Linked DNA regions of Mus musculus: all the other regions are linked to region 1. The links are chromatin contacts, called in public HiChIP or PLAC-seq and promoter capture Hi-C maps. All regions are on one chromosome and are shown on one strand. Each heading gives the region's core, a stretch centred on a gene start, on an enhancer-like site or on the middle of the called end of the contact. The rest is flanking DNA. Distances are from core to core; before and after follow the strand shown.

The links. Promoter capture Hi-C pulls out the DNA fragments that hold promoters and counts their contacts. HiChIP or PLAC-seq counts read pairs in DNA pulled down with a chosen protein or histone mark.
Region 2: a promoter capture Hi-C map of pre-B cells shows a contact between it and region 1, with 4 times the contacts expected there. The contact joins the promoter of Ifi214 here to the promoter of Cfap45 in region 1. A contact is called at or near these places in 2 of 39 promoter capture datasets (hippocampal neurons and pre-B cells).
Region 3: a contact with region 1 is called in an H3K27ac HiChIP or PLAC-seq map of large pre-B cells, with 2.1 times the contacts expected there. The contact joins the promoter of Ifi209 here to the promoter of Cfap45 in region 1. A contact is called at or near these places in 1 of 39 promoter capture datasets (pre-B cells) and 1 of 115 datasets of contacts at active chromatin or transcription factors (large pre-B cells).
Region 4: a contact with region 1 is called in a promoter capture Hi-C map of hippocampal neurons, with 2.0 times the contacts expected there. The contact joins the promoter of Spta1 here to the promoter of Cfap45 in region 1.

The regions. Positions count from the first base shown.
Region 1 is chr1:172,519,536-172,522,798 of GRCm38.p6, reverse strand. It overlaps Cfap45 (cilia and flagella associated protein 45), which reads right to left and starts at 1,669. Exons shown (of 12, transcript NM_027972.1): 1 at 1,618-1,669. The coding sequence starts at 1,620.
Region 2 is chr1:173,534,649-173,538,184 of GRCm38.p6, reverse strand. Ifi214 (interferon activated gene 214) reads left to right here and starts at 2,228. Exons shown (of 5, transcript NM_001024721.2): 1 at 2,228-2,513.
Region 3 is chr1:173,629,054-173,632,233 of GRCm38.p6, reverse strand. Ifi209 (interferon activated gene 209) reads right to left here and starts at 1,375. Exons shown (of 7, transcript NM_175026.3): 1 at 1,079-1,375.
Region 4 is chr1:174,171,076-174,174,401 of GRCm38.p6, reverse strand. Spta1 (spectrin alpha, erythrocytic 1) reads right to left here and starts at 1,626. Exons shown (of 52, transcript NM_011465.4): 1 at 1,441-1,626; 2 at 1-75. The coding sequence starts at 1,461. Gm36196 (a long non-coding RNA gene) reads left to right here and starts at 1,621. Exons shown (of 3, transcript XR_373720.3): 1 at 1,621-1,849.

The sequences.
Region 1 (3,263 bases), core at 420-2,919:
AAGGCAAGCCGGGACTGGAATAGGTCGGTGTGGAGTTTCCCTGACGTAAGTACACCACCACCTGTCAAGGGAACAAAGACAAAGGCTGCTCATTCTTAGACGTTCCTTCCCACTCAGATCCAGTTCCTCTTTCGCACACAGAGTCAACACAGGCTGACAAAGTCCGGCTTCAGATTCTTGGCCTGGGAGTACTTCCCACTCCACAGACTTGGCTATGGGAAAGGAGGGATTCCCTCACATCAGGTCTCTTGCCTCTCGCTATGAGTGATCCACCTGGTTGTCCTCTTTCTTTAAATGGACCAGGCTGCCCACCTGTGACATATCCCGGTAACTTGACACCAGGGTTGAAGATGAGCCTCCAGCCTCTCCCTCCATAGGATCTATTGATCCTTTTCTTTGGGGGAGTTCTGGAAGCTTGTCTATGAGCCTCCCTGCTGCCACCACCTCTCATCCCTCCATGCTCTCAAACAAAAAGCTGTGATTAGCACTATACACACACTCCTGGCTTGCTGGTGATTACTCAAACCCACTGCCCCCTGACATGTCTGTATGCCCATTCCTATCCAAAGGAAAATTCCAGTAAGTTAGGGTCAGTAAGTTTGGCAAACTCTTGTCCTGAGTGGTCTCTGGGTGGGAATCTCTGGGCTTGGGAGAGATTAGCATTCCCTTGAATGCTAGGGAAAAAGGCACCTTTAACACAGGACAGAAGAACTTACCTCTAACACTTGTCCTTTGGTACCAGGCATAGTGTCAGGTCATATCTCTCTCTCTCTCTCTCTCTCTCACACACACACACACACACACACACACACACACACACACACTGCTGTGCTGAGGGAAGACAGTTAAGTAAAATGTACAGCCAAAAGGGACCCCCATCCCTGCACGCCAGGGAGTCCTCAGAAGTTCGGAACCCAGCTTCTTCTGAAACCCACTAAATCCCGTAAGAGCAAGACAGACACTGAGACTAAAGGAGGCCTACCAAGACAACCCAGATATCCACCTCAGCCACCCAAGTGGCCAGCCATTTCAAGTAAGTTCCAGTAACCACACGCCCCGACACCTGTCCGCAGACTCCCCTAACACTTCAGAGCCAACACAGGCTCCTGCGAGGCCCTGCTGGTCTTCACAGTCTATGACCATGACCATCCGCCGCCATCCAAAGAATATCAGGACTGGCAGACTTATCCCAATCATTCCCCCAGGAATTCCCTGCCTCATTCATTCATTCATTCATTCATTCATTCATTCATTCATTCATTCACTAATGCTTATGATGTGCCCAAATCATTCCCACGCAGTGAGAACAGAGGCTCTTCTGAAACATTAGGTGCCTTTCCCATGATCACCCTGCTGGTTATGGTCTTCTAACGGGTGCTCTTCTCAACATCTCACGTCACAGCCCAAGAGGACTCAGCTCAAGAGGATGGGGGAGAAGGTGCAGCACATCCCCCATTCAACCCTACCAGTCTTTTGAGACTTCCTTTCCAGCCGTCGTCCCGTCCTCACTCCCAGAACTTCCTGTCTTCCCCAGACTCTTAGAGAAAGCTCCACCTTTCCCTCTCAGAGCCCCAAACCACTTCAGGACTCAAGAACTACAGCTACCCAGACCCTCACCATCGTTGCGGCCGCTTCAGCTGCAGGCACCTCCACCGGCTCCGCCGGAGCTGACGCGTTACCATAGCAACCCAAGAACTAGCACTCAGCGATTTAGACCCGCCCTCGCCCCGCCCAATTCCTGGAGCAGTCACGAGGTAGTTTAGAAGCAGGAACCCCTCCCTCAACCTTTTCCCGCCCTAGAGTAGCTGGAACCAGGCTCTTGAAGGTTGCGCCCTTTGGATACGCCCATCATGTCCACTTTGGCTTTTAACCCAGTTCAAGCCAGGTTCAGACTTTAAAGGGTCTACTTTCCATGGGTCCCGGAGGGCTCAACTATCAAGACCCCAAGAGCTAAGCCGAGGATCCTGGTTTTACCCTCACAGACCCTTCCACCCTAGGTTACCATGGTTACCGCTACCGGGTTCCGGGAGGATTCAAACCAAACCTGATGAGAGTTCAGGCTGCTGAGAGGCAAGCAGCATTAAACCAAACACATTCCACAGTAGGAAGGAGTCTGACTAGACCAAAGAACACTTCTAGCCCTGAAGATGCGTATGCGGTCTCACAAGCTTAGATCTGAGGGACTTAACTGAAAATACAAGGAGTCTAAGACAGGAAGTTCAAAACCAACCTGGGCAGCTTAGCAATGTATTTCACTAAATAAATAAACAAACTCAAAATGTAAGTCCTACCCTAAACAAAGTCAAAATCCATGGCAGGAAGTTAGGGGAACCTGGCTTTTAACACGTCTCCTGGGAATAATTTCAGGATTTAAGATTTTTCACAGTTTCACCTTGGTCCCTTGTACCTTAGTAAGATCTACAGGACAGGGCTGAGCAGTCCTTGAATCCTGCACATCCCACACCCCACAAAACCTCCTACCAACCAGGGATTGCTTTTCTTTCTCAGATGTTTATTTTCTGAGCTCTTGGTCTCTCCAGACCCCCAAGTCTCCCTCCAAACTTGTCTTAGAGAACCTTACTCCAACCTAAGTGTGGAAAACTGTTGACAAACCCTAGTAGTAGGTAGTAGAGGAAGGGAGACAATCTTCTGCCACCACCGCCACCACCGCCACCACCACCGATTATTCTGCTGCCATCGCTGCTGCTTAATCCAAAAAGCTGTGCAGCTCATTTCCAGGATTCCTCAACTCTTATCTCCTTGGGAATCCAATTACTAGCCACACCTCTCTTAGGCAGTTATTAGCCCCCACACCAAACAGCAAAGTAAGGCCAAAAAGAGGGCACTGCAAAACAAAGGATGTGTTCTTCCTGCCACACCGCAGGAACAGTTAAAGGCAGGGAGAGGAGGGTGACAAGTGAGCCATCAGGAAATCGATCCCCAGTGTTCTGCCTGAAGGTATCTCCCAGTTAGGAGTGCCTCGTTCCAGGCTGCTGTTTGGTGTGAGCCACTGTGAGGCTCATAGCAAAGCCCTGAGCAATATGTCTGCTTAGTCATGTATTTGTGCAATGTAAGTTGATTTAAAGAAACATTTATTCTGGATTTAGTGATACATGCTGGTGTGGTTTCCATCACTCGCGCACTCGCACATACAGTTATGACTCTTCCAGGCTAGGAAAACTTCCTGAAACTCTCCTTACACCAGGCGACTAAATCAACTCATCGGACATCCAGGCGGCAACCTATCAGCCATTTTCTCCATA
Region 2 (3,536 bases), core at 979-3,478, 1.0 Mb before region 1:
CAAGCCCAGAGCTGAGTCAGTTCCTAGATTCTTCGAGGCCTCACCAAATAATAGAACCAATCAAAAGTGTACTAATGTCGCTGCTGCCGTTCTAGCCAATCATGTTAGAGATTACCTAACTATTCTAGAAAATTCCTCCAGCCCTGCATAAAGGGGGCCTGCGATCTCTCTGGGTTGTCTCCATTTTGTATGGATAGCTTACCCTGGCAAGTTAGACATTTCTGCAAGATAAATGCTCTTTGCTTTTGCATACTATTTGAGTCTGGGTTCTTCCTTCAGCGATTCTTGAACTCTTACAGAGACAGAATGAATCACATAAATTTGTGAAGTTTTCAAATAAAAATTAATGTTATGGGCTAAAGAGTTGGTTCAGTTGTTAAGAGTATTTGTTGCTCTTTCAGGACCCAGGTATGATTACCAGCAACCACATGGAGTTTTATCACCTCCTTGGGTACCAGGCATTTATATGTTGCACAGACATACATGTGGGCAAAAACATTCATACACCTAAAATAATAAAAATTAAATCTAAAAGAAGTGAAAGTGGAAAATAATAAGGAAAAAAGTAATTTTATATAAAATGGTGAAAAGTAAAAATTAATTTAGAGAAAAGTTCATTAAAACATTAAATAAGTTAATACTCATGTTTAATTATTATTTGATTCCATTATTAATATTCATCCTGATGGTAAATGTGCGACAATATCTAATTATAAGTAAAACTGTATCTCAGAGATATGAGCAAGTCCCTTTTATAAAGTCAATTGGTAATAAAGAAAACATGATAAAATTAGGCATAGTGGAGAGCTGAATTTTGAGACTGGCCTGGGCTCCATAGTCAGACCCTGCATCGACTACCAAATAACAGCAATAGAGATAAGAAGTCAAAGTGTAACATCACCACTTTGCCACATCACAAATTAAACCATAATTTCTTTCTCTGATGCTGTAATTTGGAATGATCCATACAAAGACTGTCCACAGTGCTTGTCCCAGCTTGGTACCTTTGGCTACCTTGTGGCTATGTTGGGCTTCTGCAGCAGGGATAGGCAAATCCACTGAGACATAAGCAGGAACTGAGCGGAAACAGTAGGATCAACTTCCCCTGGCCTTTCTTTACTACATCAGTTCAAAAGATGAAGAAAGGAAAAGGAAAAACTACATTGGCCAAACAAAAGAAAGATAAAGATGGTATTTTCCAACCTCCATCCACCATGAATAAAGGACTGCAATCAGAATCAATGGTGGAGACACAGCACAGGTCCAGTGGCTTAGCTCTCCCAAGAAAAGCTTCTCTGGCTTTCCTTCCCCTTCTCTCCTTTTTGAGATTAATTAGTATTTTATGTAGTCTAAGAAACTAGTGAAAATGGCACCTAGTCAGCAAATCCATAGTTTCTAGTCATCTACATTGTTTCAGAAATACTTCAAGGTAATGCAATTCCCAATGATGGAAACATGAAAGGATGGCATGTTTTTAAAAGTTCTTAACTAAGGCAATCACCAGTTAAAGAATACTACTTTCCAAAGCCGGGTAAAAGATTTAAACCTAAACTGAGCCTGGTCTACAGAGAGAGTTCCTGGCCAGCCAAGACTACACAGTGAGACTCTGTCTTTAAAAGTAAATAAATTAACAATAGTAGTAGTAGTAGTAGTAGTAGTAGTAGTAGTAGTAGTAGTAGTAGTAACAGAAAAGAGGAAAGCTAAAGCCAAAATCCTTTCTGCTTACGTGAGGTTGGAGTCCTATGTTTCTAACAACATTGGTACTCTGGAAAGTCCAGGGAACTAACAAAGGAGTGAAGTGTTTAAACCAAAAGCAATTTCATCTCAGATTATTTTTTCTTTTTTGAAATTCATTCAAGAGCAGCTAGCAATTGCCAATTTCTCCTGCTGCCATCTGCATCCTGAGCAGGAAAGAAAGAGACCTGGTGACTTAGCTTTGCCTTTTGGGGATTCATCTTTATTTAAAAGAGAGCACATTCCTGGTGACTCCCTTGTGAGTTTGTTGGATACAGAGCTTTTATATTTGGTTCTTGTACCTGTAAGATTTGTAAGAAAAGCAAAACATATCAATGGAGTGTAACTGTCTCTGACTTTCTTATGGTGACTAAAAGGTATACAGGAAAAAACTGTCGAGTTTCAGTCTCTGAGGAAATCGAAAGCGATGCACTCTGCTGGGAGGAGAACTTGCTATTTCTTAGCTCTTCTGCCCACAAAACAACACCCAGCTGAGACATTCAGCAAGCCTCAGTCCATGGAGTGAGTCTAACCTGAGAATTTCTGTAGATTACATTTTCCAGTTCCCAAGAGATTTATTGGTTTATCTTCTTCACACACACACACACACACACACACACACACACACACACACACACACACACCAACTCCTCCCAGTCCCCAACAAACTTTAAGAAGAAGAAGGACAAAAGAGAAGAGGAGGAAGAGGAGTGGAGAAGCCTCTAGTCCTGCCCTGTAGAAGATCTCAGCTTTACATCCTTAGAGAAACATCCAGCAAGGTGAGTTCTACCTGTTTTCTGTAGATATGGTAGATATTGGCTACATCTGTAAAAACAACAAGGACAGTGAAAAGACCTTTGCTGGTTCTTGTGGAGGAGGCAGTGCTGATCTGGTGCCTGCTGCACTCAGCAGTGAGCCCACAGCAGCCGGATTAGGGTCAGTCACTCAAAAAGATGGCAGACATCTTTAGTCCTCCACCACAGAGGAATGAGCTAAGAATAAAACATTTTGCATATTTTAGATTGTTTAATGAACTTTCTAAGTATAAATCTGAATAAGTGGATAATGTGAAGGCTATAATTAGCTCGGATAGGGAGTTCATGGTTATCTGGGATCTGTGGGTGAGTGGGAAAAAGCCAAGATAGTGACATGAAAAATTATTGTGAATAAAAACTGCCTCTGGACATGAAATGAATTTTCTAGTATCCTATCACTAGGAAGTTTCTCAGGATCATAATATATAAACACACAATGGTTTAACCATTTCCCAAACACATTCTGTTTGTTCTCTTCTTCACACCTTTCTAAAGGTGGTATTTCCATTATTGGTAATTTCTACCATCACGAAAGTTGTTTTTGGCCATTTTGTTTTCCTTTTGGTTCTCTAATGGTGAAGTGTAATAGAGTGATGGAAAGTTAATTAGAACACATGTATCTTGCCCATTTATAGAACAGTTTGAAGAATACGTGTACCACAGCAGAGGACTTGGATAGAAGCTCTTAATTGATTTCAAAGTTCTGTGAACATTAGACCAGGCTCGCTAAGTTTATTAATTATTGTAGCTAAACTTTCTAAATCACTGCAAAAGATTTTACTTATTTTTAACAATCAAGAGATGTACTTCTTTTTTATTTATTTTTATTTTTATTTTATTTTATTACATTTCAAATGTTATCCACCTTCCCAGTTTCCCCTCTTCAAACCTACTATCTCATCCCCTCTTCCTCTGCCTCTATGAGGGTACTCCCTCACACACCCATCCACTCCTGCCTGCCTGCCCTGCCATTCCCCAACACTGGGG
Region 3 (3,180 bases), core at 126-2,625, 1.1 Mb before region 1:
GGATGGCCTTATTTGGTATCAGTGGGAGGGGTGGTTCTTGGTCCTGTGAAGGCCCAATGCCCCAGTGTTGGGGAATGGCAGGGCAGGCAGGCAGGAGTGGTTGGGTGTGTGAGGGAGTACCCTCATAGAGGCAGAGGAAGAGGGGATGAGATAGTAGGTTTGAAGAGGGGAAACTGGGAAGGTGGATAACATTTGAAATATAATAAAATAAAATAAAAATAAAAATAAATAAAAAAGAAGTACATCCCTTGATTGTTAAAAATAAGTAAAATCTTTTGCAGTGATTTAGAAAGTTTAGCTACAATAATTAATAAACTTAGTGAGCCTGGTCTAATGTTCACAGAACTTTGAAATCAATTAAGAGCTTCTATCCAAGTCCTCTGCTGTGGTACATATATTCTTTAAACTGTTCTATAAATGTGCAAGATACATGTGTTCTAATTGACCTTCCATCACTCTATTACACTTCACCATTAGAGAACCAAAAGGAAAATAAAATAACTTTCCTGATGGTAGAAATTAACAATGGAAATACCATCTTTAGAGAGGTGTGAAGAAAGAACAACACAGAATGGGCTTGGGAAATGGTTAAACCATTTTGTGTTTATATATTATGAACCTGAGAAACTTCCTACTACACATAGTGATAGGATATTAGAAAATTCATTTCATGTCCAGAGGCACTTTTCATTCACAATAATTTTTCATGCCACTATCTTGGCTTTTTCCCACTCACCCACATATCCCAGATAACCATGAACTCCCTATCCGAGCTAATTATAGCCTTCACATTATCCACTTATTCAGATTTATGCTTAAAAAGTTCATTAAACTATCTAAAATATGCAAAATGTTTTATTCTTAGCTCATTCCTCTGTGGTGGAGGACTAAAGATGTCTGCTATCTTTTTGAGTGACTGACCCTAATCCGGCTGCTGTGGGCTCACTGCTGAGTGCAGCAGGCACCAGATCAGCACTGCCTCCTCCACAAGAACCAGCAAAGGTCTTTTCACTGTCCTTGTTGTTTTTACAGATGTAGCCAATATCTACCATATCTACAGAAAACAGGTAGAACTCACCTTGCTGGATGTTTCTCTAGGGATGTAAAGCTGAGATCTTCTACAGGGCAGGACTAGAGGCTTCTCCACTCCTCTTCCTCCTCTTCTCTTTTGTCCTTCTTCTTCTTAAAGTTTGTTGGGGACAGGGAGGAGTTGGTGTGTGTGTGTGTGTGTGTGTGTGTGTGTGTGTGTGTGTGTGTGTGTATGTGTATGTGTGTAAGAAGATAAACCAATAAATCTCTTGGGAACTGGAAAATGTAATCTACAGAAATTCTCAGGTTAGACTCACTCCATGGACTGAGGCTTGCTGAATGTCTCAGCTGGGTGTTGTTTTGTTGGCAGAAGAGCTAAGAAACAGGAAGTTCCCCTCCCGGCAGAGTGCATCTCTTTCGATTTACTCAGAGATTGAAACTCAACAGTTTTCTTCCTGTATACCTTTTAGTCACCATAAGAAAGTCAGAGACAGTTACACTCCATTGATATGTTTTGCTTTTCTTACAAATCTTACAGGTACAAGAACCAAATATAAAAGCACTGCATCCAACAAACTCACAAGTGAGTCACCAGGAATGTGCTCTCTTTTGAATAAAGATGAACTCCCAAAAGGCAAAGCTAAGTCACCAGGTCTCTTTCTTTCCTGCTCAGGATGCAAATGGCAGCAGGAGAAATTGGCAATTGCTAGCTGCTCTTGAATGAATTTCAAAAAGAAAAAAAAAAAGAAAGAAAGAAAAAAAGCAAAGAAAAGAAAAGGAAAGAAAAAATCTGAGATGAAATTGCTTTTGGTTTAAACACTTCACTCCTTTGTTAGTTCCCTGGACTTTCCAGAGTACCATGCTGTTAGAAACATATGACTCCAATCTCACGTAAGCAGAAAGGATTTTGGCTTTAGCTTTCCTCTTTTCTGTTACTACTACTACTACTACTACTACTACTACTACTACTATTATTATTATTAATTTATTTACTTTCAAAGACAGTTTTACTGTGTAGTCTTGGCTGGCCAGGAACTCTCTCTGTAGACCAGGATCAGTTTAGATTTAAATCTTTTACCCAGCTTTGGAAAGTAGTATTCTTTAACTGGTGATTGCCTTAATTAAGAACTTTTAAAAATGTGCCATCATTTCATGTTTCCATCATTGGGAATTGGATTACCTTGAAGTATTTCTGAAACAATATAGATGACTAGAAACTGTGGATTTGCTGACTAGATGCCATTTTCACTAGTTTCTTAGACTACATAAAATACTAATTATTCCCAAAAAGGAGAGAAGGGGAAGGAAAGCCAGAGAGAAGCTTTTCTTGGGAGAGCTAAGCCACTGGACTTGTGCTGTGTCTCCACCATTGATTCTGGTTGCAGCCCTTTATTCATGGTGAATGGAGGTTGGAAAATACCATCTTTATCTTTCTTTTGTTTGGCCAATGTAGTTTTTCCTTTTCCTTTCTTCATCTTTTGAACTGATTTAGTAAAGAAAGCCCAGGGGAAGTTGATCCTACTGTTTCCGCTCAGCTCCTGCTTATGTCTCAGTGGATTTGCCTATCCCTGCTGCAGAAGCCCAACATAGCCACAAGGTAGCCAAAGGTACCAATCTGGGACAAGCACTGTGGACAGTATTTGTATGGATCATTCCAAATTACAGCATCAGAGAAAGAAATTATGGTTTAATTTGTGATGTGGCAAAGTGGTGATATTACACTTTGACTTCTTATCCCTGTTGTTGTTGTCATTTGGTAGTCGATGCAGGGTCTGACTATGGAGCCCAGGCCAGTCTCAAAATGTAGCTCTTCCTGCTCTGGCCTCCTGAGTGTAGGGATCACATGTATGTACACTATGCCTAATTTCATCATGTTTTCTTTATTGCCAATTGACTTTATGAAAGGGACTTGCTCATTATCTCTGAGATACAGTTTTACTTATAATTAGATATTATCGCACAGGATGAATACTAATAATGGAATCAAATAATAATTAAACACGAGTATTAACTTATTTAATGTTTTAATGAACTTTTCTTTAAATTAATTTTTACTTTTCACTATTTTATATAAAATTACTTTTTTCCTTATTATTTTCCACTTTCACTTTTTTTAGATTTAATTTTTATTATTTTAGGTGTATGAATGTT
Region 4 (3,326 bases), core at 377-2,876, 1.7 Mb before region 1:
GTTTAACACCTCCGCTCTTCGGTGTTGGATTTCTTCTGCTGTTTCTAGGACCTTTGGTCCGCTGCTCTCGACAGCCTGTAAGTGAAAAAGTCTCTTCATGTTTTGAAATATTATTCTATATCCCACAATACACATTATGTTAATTAAAGCTATACAAAGAAAAATAAATAATGCCTGTAGCTGTGGCTAGTTCTCATGTTTAGAATGCGATCCCTCTTGCATATCCCAAGGCTTTCATCCATATTGAATCTATGTTCACAAATTATTAAGCCTATTAATTCATACGGTTATTGGGTGCTGTATAACTGTATAATTTTAAACTATAAATAGCTATTTTTAGATTCTATAGAGAGAAGAAATTTGGACTGCTGAAGCAATGCCACAGAATGTCAGATATACATACATACATTATATATATATATATATATATATCCCAGTACAGGGGAACGCCAGGGCCAAGAATTGGGAATGAGTGGGTAGGGGAGCAGGGCGGGAGGAGTGTATAGGGGACTTTTGGGATAGCATTTGAAATGTAAATGAAGAAAATATCTAATAAAAAATTGAAAAAAAAACTTGGTGCCACAACATTCACAAAAAAAAAAAAAAAAAAACGGGGGGGGGGGGAAATGGTAATTTATACCCTTCAAAGGCTAAACAACATTGATAAGTGCTGGTTATCCTGTAAGTTTAAGGAACAGTCAGATGGTTTGTAATTGCTTTAGTGAATCACACACATAAACCTGAGTACTTTTCCTTTTTAAAAGTCTAGATCATGTATTATGTACTCTTCTAATTTGATTTACTAAAAAAAAAAAAGCTGCTTAAAAGAAAATCTAAATGTAACCTGTCTTCTCACTTGTCACAAAGTATAAATCATTAATGTTTTAATAATTGGATTTTGGAATATAAAATATTTATTATTAATCAACACAAAATCATGCTTTAATTTAAAGAAATCCAGTTTTTGTGTAACAATATTTAGAAAAAAATTCCATAGAGACATTTCTATAGTGCATTGCTCTCCTTACATCTTCTATCCAAAATATGCAATACCGTTTATATTTTGATGTTACTTTATTTTCTAAATATAGTTTTTTTATAGACAGTAATTCCTGAGATGACTCTAAAATTAAGTCATTCCACAAGAGCACAATTTTTAGTGGGATTATTTGGTTTCAAATTACCTAGTAGTTTTCTGAATATCTGACTTGAGCAAGTAATTATTAAAATTATTATTATTAATTATTATTATTATATAGTTGTAAAGTTCTACATTATTTTTAGAAGTGAAACCTTCATAAAAGAATTAAAATCAAAACTCTTTGCTACGTTAAAATCAAATAAGTGTAATTTTTAACGACCCTGTGAGGATGGAATGGAAGGCTCAGAGGAGACAAGCTTTCCTAACTTCATCAGGAATGAGAATTCGTCTGTACTCACAGTTTCCTTTGGAGTTTCCATCTCTGCTCAGCTCAGTCTAAGGCTTTGCAAGATGAAATGTAGCTAAGAGAGAAAAATAGTTCTTTGAATGTCCAGTCCACTTCAAATAGGAATGTCAGAAATGTGAATGTGGCAAAGGCCCAGAGGAAAAAAAGAGTTTTAGAGTCCCGCCAAGCGTAGACAATCTGCATTATCTCCAGGGGACATATTCAGTTGAGGCAGCTGCTGACTTCCACACACAAGGTGACTCAGCAGTTTGGGGGGCTGTGGCTCTCTGGACCTCAGTAGGTATTTTACAAAGGAAAGGAAACAAAGTTTTCAGATGCAAAAGTTTGGAGGAAAACCAGTGACATTTGAAAGGCAAGTGCCTGTATTGGGCTGTGTTTTACTCAGTCACAGAGCTTATAAGGTAAGAGAATTTAAAAATCAGGAAGAAATTCCAGGTTTCCCTTTCTTCTGATTTCACACTGGAGAACTGAGGGAATCAGAGGAGACATGTTTCTCTCTTTCACCCTTCCTTCCTTCCTTCCTTCCTTCCTTCCTTCCTTTCTTTCTTTCTTTCTTTCTTTCTTTCTTTCTTTCTTTCTTTCTTTCTTTCTTTCTTTCTTTCTTTCTTTCTTTCTTTCTTTCTTTCTTTCTTTCTTTCTTTCTTTCTTTCTTTCTTTCTTTCTTTCTTTCTTTCTTTCTTAAAATTATTTAACCTTTTTTTTTTTTCACTCCAGATTTTATCCCCCTCCAGGTCCACCTTCTGACTGTTCCACATCCCATATCTCTTTGCCAACCCATCCACTGGTCATCCCATTTGCTTCTGTTGCTCCTGCCTTTGTGCCTGTGTCTCAGAAATCAATGGCAAGACCTATGTCATGAAGCTTTACCCCAGGTTTCCTCCTAACAGTTTTACATTACACTTAAGTCTTTTGTATGATGAAGACACAATTTTGTTCCACAACATCCAGTCCTGCCAATTAAGCCACTGTGGTGTGTGTGTGTGTGTGTGTGATTATAAGGAATTAAGGGTTTTGTAATTATTATGAGATGGCATCAGAAAGTAGAGCCCAGAACCATAAATTTTGATGGCCTAAGAGAAGACTGGTTAAAAGGAGGAGGGAAATCATGAAATGAATGGTTTTTACAGGAGGAGTCTTCTGTGCGTGGGTGGGGTGATTTGGAGGGCTGTCCCTCTGGGCCTTGTTTATCAGCTCTGGGCAGAGCTGTACGCATAAGGCAAATCAGCCCTGAGCAGCTGCTTCAGCCTGGCTCACAGCTCAGGACAAAGTGAGGCATTTGATGTCCTGCTCTTGGGCTCAGGGAATCCAAGAGCTTCAGAAACAAAAATGTACAGTTTCCATACTGTAAGCATATTTTGGAGTCAATAAAGACAGATACAATAACTTTAATGCAAAATTAGTATTTCCCAAAGAATAGAATCTATCATCAATCTAGTCTCTAACGATTTTGCCTTTGTTTTGCTGGAGCTACTTCATATTTAAATTCTTTGCTTTTTGACTACTACATGGGTCAAGATAGTAGAACACATTGTTCAGAAAATGAAAAAGGTATTTTGTTGGGGGGTGGGGTGCATAGGGTTTCCATATAGAACTCAAGCTGGTCTAGAACTCTTGTCTGTCCTACTTTAGCTTTTTAACTGCTGGAATTATAGGCAGGCATTACTACATAAACAAAGTCCTTCTGTAGTTAATATCTGCTTTCACCATTACCAGCTGACGGTCTCTGAAGTTGCTTACTCCTTAACTCTAGTTGAATATTTATACCTTCTTTCTGTTTTTCCTTTCCTGTTTATACATATGCTTTCATTGCAGTAATAAAACGTATAAGTCATATTTCCTCTCAACAGTATGTTATACATTTGTGATTAGAAGACAACT